Linked DNA regions of Mus musculus: region 1 is linked to region 2. A link is a contact called in public Micro-C data. All regions are on one chromosome and are shown on one strand. The core of a region is the stretch at or near the end of the contact, and the rest is flanking DNA. Distances in the headings are between cores, read along the strand shown. Region 1 overlaps D130009I18Rik (RIKEN cDNA D130009I18 gene). Region 2 holds the start of Ednrb (endothelin receptor type B).

Evidence for each region. A called contact is a pair of places that touch in the nucleus more often than the background predicts.
Region 1: a Micro-C map of embryonic stem cells shows a contact between it and region 2, with 2.6 times the contacts expected there. The contact joins the enhancer-like site here to the promoter of Ednrb in region 2. A contact is called at or near these places in 4 of 39 promoter capture datasets (hippocampal neurons, liver, pre-B cells and 1 more), 1 of 484 Hi-C or Micro-C datasets (embryonic stem cells) and 2 of 115 datasets of contacts at active chromatin or transcription factors (astrocytes and embryonic forebrain).

Annotation. Positions count from the first base shown.
Region 1 is chr14:104,788,484-104,791,183 of GRCm38.p6, forward strand. The region is part of intron 2 of D130009I18Rik (RIKEN cDNA D130009I18 gene); the gene reads left to right. Among named protein-coding and RNA genes, the nearest start is that of D130009I18Rik, 150 kb to the left of the region's middle. Within about 2 kb of position 1,333, at least 13 of the 459 cell types and tissues checked have an H3K27ac peak or open chromatin away from gene starts, as enhancers often do. A contact at or near this core is called in embryonic stem cells and stem cell-derived epiblast-like cells, where this site is marked.
Region 2 is chr14:103,843,201-103,845,900 of GRCm38.p6, forward strand. It overlaps Ednrb (endothelin receptor type B), which reads right to left and starts at 1,276. Exons shown (of 8, transcript NM_001136061.2): 1 at 927-1,276; 2 at 1-337. The coding sequence starts at 276. All of the region lies in intron 1 of Gm35197 (a long non-coding RNA gene), which reads left to right.

The DNA.
Region 1 (2,700 bases), core at 83-2,582, 950 kb after region 2:
GGAGGGCGGGTGAGTCATCCCTGAGGGAATGAGTGTGGGAGACCTGGTCCTACCCTCATTTGCTGTGACAAAGGGTGAGGAAGAGAGAAAGGCTCTCTACCCCATGACTCTCACTGCTTGCCTCTGGTACCCTGCTCCTCACTGGCTGCAGTACTCTGGAAAGCAGGCCCTGCAAGTCTCCTAGGTAGCCCAGTCATAGCACCCCAGTGTCAAAGGTGCAGATGAGCTGCCCCAAGGGCATAAAAACAACAGAACTAACTCTAACTCTTTCCAGCTTTGGCATTAGGTGAGCTCACCAGGGCAGTGCTAGAAAACTCATCTTAGTGGGCGTATCAATTCAGCTTCAACCCAGGCCCAGATCCAGGGCTTTGAGTTGGGCCACCCCAACATCTATCCCATCTATGATCTTCTGGAGCACATGAAAGGGCTGGTCCTGCAAATTCAAAGCTGCAGAATCTCCATGAAACAAGGCAACAACGGGATAGCTGAGAGGAGTCCTGATGTGGCTCCAGTATTAATAGTGCAACAGAAGCCAGAGGCCTCAAAATAGACAAATGACTCACTGCAATGAACATTTCCAAGTAAATATGTATGGAAAGACGGACATTAGACACACTGTAGCTTCCAAGAACAAGTTTTTCCTTTTTAATTCTATCTTTTTTTCCCCCTTTGGTGGGGAGGGTAGGTTGCAAAAACAGAGGCTGGATATGAAGGGACAGGGAGATTAGTGAGATTGGGGTACATGATATGACATTCACAAAGAATCGATAAAATGTTTTTTTTTAATGAGTAACTCATAAATTAACTAAAGTTTGGTCAGTCTGATACACTGATTAAGAAGAGCCATGACATGCAGTTAAGGTGTGTACCACTCCAGCAGCCACAGAGAACTGGGCTTACCTGGAAGAGTGGCTGGAAATGAAAAAAGAACACGGTGGAAGAGAAGGAGGAAGCCAAGACAGATGTTTCTGATCAAGGCTCAACTTCAATAGTCAGCACTGCCTTTCTATAGGGAGAGCCCACAGACCCATCCTTTGTTTCAGCTGGATTGTGTTGCAAAGCAAGCTCAGCAGGCGGTCTACTCCTGTAGGAAATTGACTCCACCTGGGTGTTAGGTCTGACTATGGCAAACATTTAAGGTCTATTTAGCCTGCTCAAGACTGGGGGAAGGGCACAAAGGTGAGAGAGCATCTTGGAATTATTTTTAATAAGGTGATGTTACTTCCTTGTCTGTCTATATAACTACACTTATCTCACGCTGTTCCTACCCTGCATCTTGAGCTCCTCTTTGCTTTTTATCCCAGTCCCCATGAGACCTATCAACCAAGCTGTTTGCAGGATGCTTGCCGTCCCTGTGGTTGGACTCCTAGGAAGGCATTGCTTTCCATCCAGCCTACCAATAGACCTTCCATGGTGGCTTCCTGCACAGAGACTCACAGGCTGCCCTCAGCCCTGCCTTGACCAATGCTACGATGCTAGGTTCTCACAAGGAAAACATCTTTCTTATTAAAGTCACTTTCACACGAGGTGCCTTCAGGGTAAATACACCTTCATATACAGCCTCAGAATGTCTTAGACCCCTTGCCTAAATAAACCTGCAGTAAAGAAAGTGCCAGGATTCCATCAGTATCCAGCCCTCCTCTGCTTAAACTTTCTCCCCCTCCCTGCCCCCATTCCAGGCAAGGACAACTGTAGCTATGATCAAAAGACATCCGTCTACCGCGAGCCTTTAAATCTTGGCACACTCTTATGGGTAATAGATATTGCAATTGAAATAAGGAGTTGAACTCGGTACATTTCAGAATACTGATCTCCACAGACTAGTAATTCTAAAAGGGGGAAAAAAACCCCATAATCCCTTGCTTTGTCCATTCATTGGAAAGGTGGAAAGAGAGGTTCAGAGTTAGCAGCAGGCTATGGATTTTCAATCAGAATAGTGTTATGCAGAATGAAAAATGGTGCTAGCTGCAGTCATAATGTAATATACCATTGGTTATCCTCATAGCATTTAAACTATCTCCCTGACTAATGAGTCTCGGCAAACACAGAGGCTCTAAAGTAGATAAAGACTTTCACTCGGTCAACGAATAAAAATACGCTGACTATGAACTATGTTACACAAATATAAATGTTTTAAACCCTATTTTAAAAGTTACCTTGAGAAGATGAGCCACCGTCCCCACCCCCTTCCTTTCTTTGTCAGCCTTTCCTTGTCTTTATAATCAAATCCACAAAGAAGACAGAAGGGGGAGTCCTAGCACAGGCCCTGATGCTGCCTCCAGAAGTCTCCCCTATGTAGGTAGCCCTCTACTTTGAAGGATGTAGAAGGCTTTCAGGATGTTCTGTAAGAGACCAGTTTGCGAGGTCTTCTTTGTGCCATCCTCAAAGACACAGCATCCTGAGGCTAGAAATGGAGAGAAGGCATAAATCAGTCTATCTCACAAGTGGAGGTTTTGTATCCCCACATAAATGCAAACTTGTTTGCTGAATGGCTATCTCTGCAGGGAGAAAGCCATGGCGCTAGGGTTCTAAAGAGTCACCCTGGCCACCTACAGAAAAGCTCTTATCTCCTCAATATGCTAAAAGTGAATCTATTTTCTTTCACAATTATGACATCTTATCTCTCCTGGTTTAGAAAAATGGAATCTAAGTGCACAAGGTTAGAAGTGGGAATCCTTATTCTCCAAAAGTCCTTATCTC
Region 2 (2,700 bases), core at 26-2,525:
TCGTTGGCACGGAGGAGGGAAGGATCTTGGCGGGACTCCAGCCCCCCTCCCTCCTTTGGTCACCTCCGCAGGTGCGGAGGAACGCATCAGACTGGAGTTGGAACCTCTGGTCCAGGAGGTCTTAGTGGGTGGCGTCATTACCTCTTTAGTCCCGAGAAGTGACAGCGTGGCTTGGGCAGGTGGGAATCCTCTTTTCTCTCCCCATACCCCCAAGAAGCCACAGGCCAGCAGCAGCGCCACCAAGGCGCGTCCGCACCGGCTTGCGGGCGATTGCATGTTACAGCTTGCTCCTGTGAGAGTCTGGTAGCCGCTCTGCTGTTTTCAGTCTGGAGACCAACTGGGGAGTGAAGACAGGACACTTAAGTCAGCTACCCCAGCCAAGCCTCTGAAAACACACTAGCCCGGTTGCCTCTACCCGCGCCTTAACAGTAAGTTAAGTTTGCGCGCCAGTGGGGAACTTGGGCGCACGCCACCCGCTGGTCTGCATTCAGTCTCCTCCCGGACCCTGCTCGCAGAGTTTTAATCCCCAGCCCTGCCGTAGACCAGTCGGTGGGGAGGAGCATTCGGGCAGGGGGTGTTCCAGACTGGGGAGGGTGCGTGTCCCAATGAAAGAACACTCGTATGTGCCGGGAAGAAGCAAGCCCAATTTTAGCTAAGCTTGGGGACCCGGAGTGAAGGCACCTAGCGGCCAAGGGCATACGTCAATGCACTCAGCCAAGAACCGAGAGAATAACAGATCAGCACCAACTTCTGTGCTGTCCCAGTGACTTCAAACACTCGCCTTACAACCCAATCTCGGTTTAAATCGCTGTCGTGTGTAAGTTTTACTAATTAAAAAACCCCCGAACCACTAAGCAAAGCGGAAGCCCCAAAGCACGGTTCAGCCACAGATGTTAATTCAAAGCTAAACCAGGATGGTTCGTTACCTCGTGCGGATTGGAAGCACCAGGAGCAGCGCCACGAGCAGGGAACCTCCTTCCCAGGTTGTCAACTGCCCTAGGGAGCTTGCGGCTCTCAGCAGGCGTCCAGCTGCTCCTAAACAGGCCTCTCGCAACTGAATGCAGCTCTGGCTCTGACAAAAGACCGAGAGAATGCCAGGCAGCGGATCCTCAGCAGCTTGAGCGGGGTCTTTGCTGTCCCCAGACAAGTACTTTTATTCATTCGGTCCCTTCCCAGCATCAATCAACGCCAGACTCCTCCCGCGTTTTCTGAGCGACCTTGCCACAACCTTTTCCCTTGGGCGACGCCTGGACAGTATCAGCCCCAGCTGACCGCTGGGAGGGGCAGTCCTAGTTCAGAGTTGTGTCTCACATAAAGCTGTTTATTTCTTACTCAACGAAGAAACTAACATATCCCATGACAACCTGGGATCTGGAACCTAGGAGAGAAGGTTCTGTATCAACCTGGACTTTGAATACTCCGACTGTTCACACAAATGTCCTGTAGTGATTCCCGAAATCTGCTTGGTTTGGGGAAGTTGTCTTTCGTTTGTTCTTGTTTTTTGATTTTGTTTTGTTTTGTTTTGTTTTGCCCTTAAGTTTTAAGCCAGCATGCAGGGCGGGACGCTTTCTTCTTCGGCAGAGGGACTGCCCACCCAAAGGACCAAAAGGCCCTGTAGATCTCTCTCTGTGCCCTGTAGATCCCTCTTCCTGTGTACTGAGGTGCCATTACTAGGGGTCTTTCTACTGTTGCCTAAAGGGACCTGAGGCAGAAGACAGGAAAATACTCAGGAAGCCTATTTACAAATTCAACCTGACGCTTATTTTACCAGACAGAGCAAGGAAATGAACTCTCCCTGTCATTCTTGGCTTCTGTCTTTATGGTAGAGAAGGGAATGCTAGGGATCTTCCGTTGCGCAGAGTGGTGGGTGAGGTGCATTATTCTGCTATCAGCAAGATCCTGCTGTGCCTGCAGAGGAGGTCATCCTCTAGACCCCCTTTGTCTCCCAGCTAGTTCATTGTACAACTAGGATTTGCATCTTAGATGGGCAACGCCTATCAAATGTTTCCCATGAAGCTGGAAGCAGAACGTGCGCGTGTATGTTAAAAGGTGAACTTTAAATGTGGACTGTAGTTAAGTCTAAGGGATGGGAACTATGGCCTGGGCATGAGCACCAATTCCAAATCAGGTTGTTTTGAAGACAATGTTTATCCTCCTGCCTCAGTGAAGACAAGGTCAGCATGGAACTGCTTCACGTGGACTTTCGTGCCAACATACAGTGTTGTGCAATAAGGAATTCTTTGTGTGCTTCAGTAAGGATGTGCCTGCTCCAAGGGCAGTTTTGAACCTGTCCCTTTGACACAAGTCACTTTCACTCAGGCTTTCTTCTCTACCTCTCTCTTTCTCATCATCTCTATTAGTGTGTCTTCCATGCAATGGGAATGTCCCTGCTAATTCCTGCTGAGATGTGCCTCTGCCCTGTTTTTTAGAGCACTTGTAGACTACTAACGCTAATTTTGTACTTGACTATCGTTCTAGCTGCTTTACATGTCAATTTGCCTCAACCTGAAATTACTTTGCGGGGAGATCCTAAAGAAGACCCTGCTTGAGGGGCTGGCAAGATGGCTCAGAGGTTAAGAACACTGGCTGATCTTCCAGAGGTCTTGAGTTCAATTCCCAGCAACCACATGGTGGCTCACAACCATTTGTAATGAGATCTGATACCTTCTGGTGTGTCTAAAGACATCTACAGTGTACTCA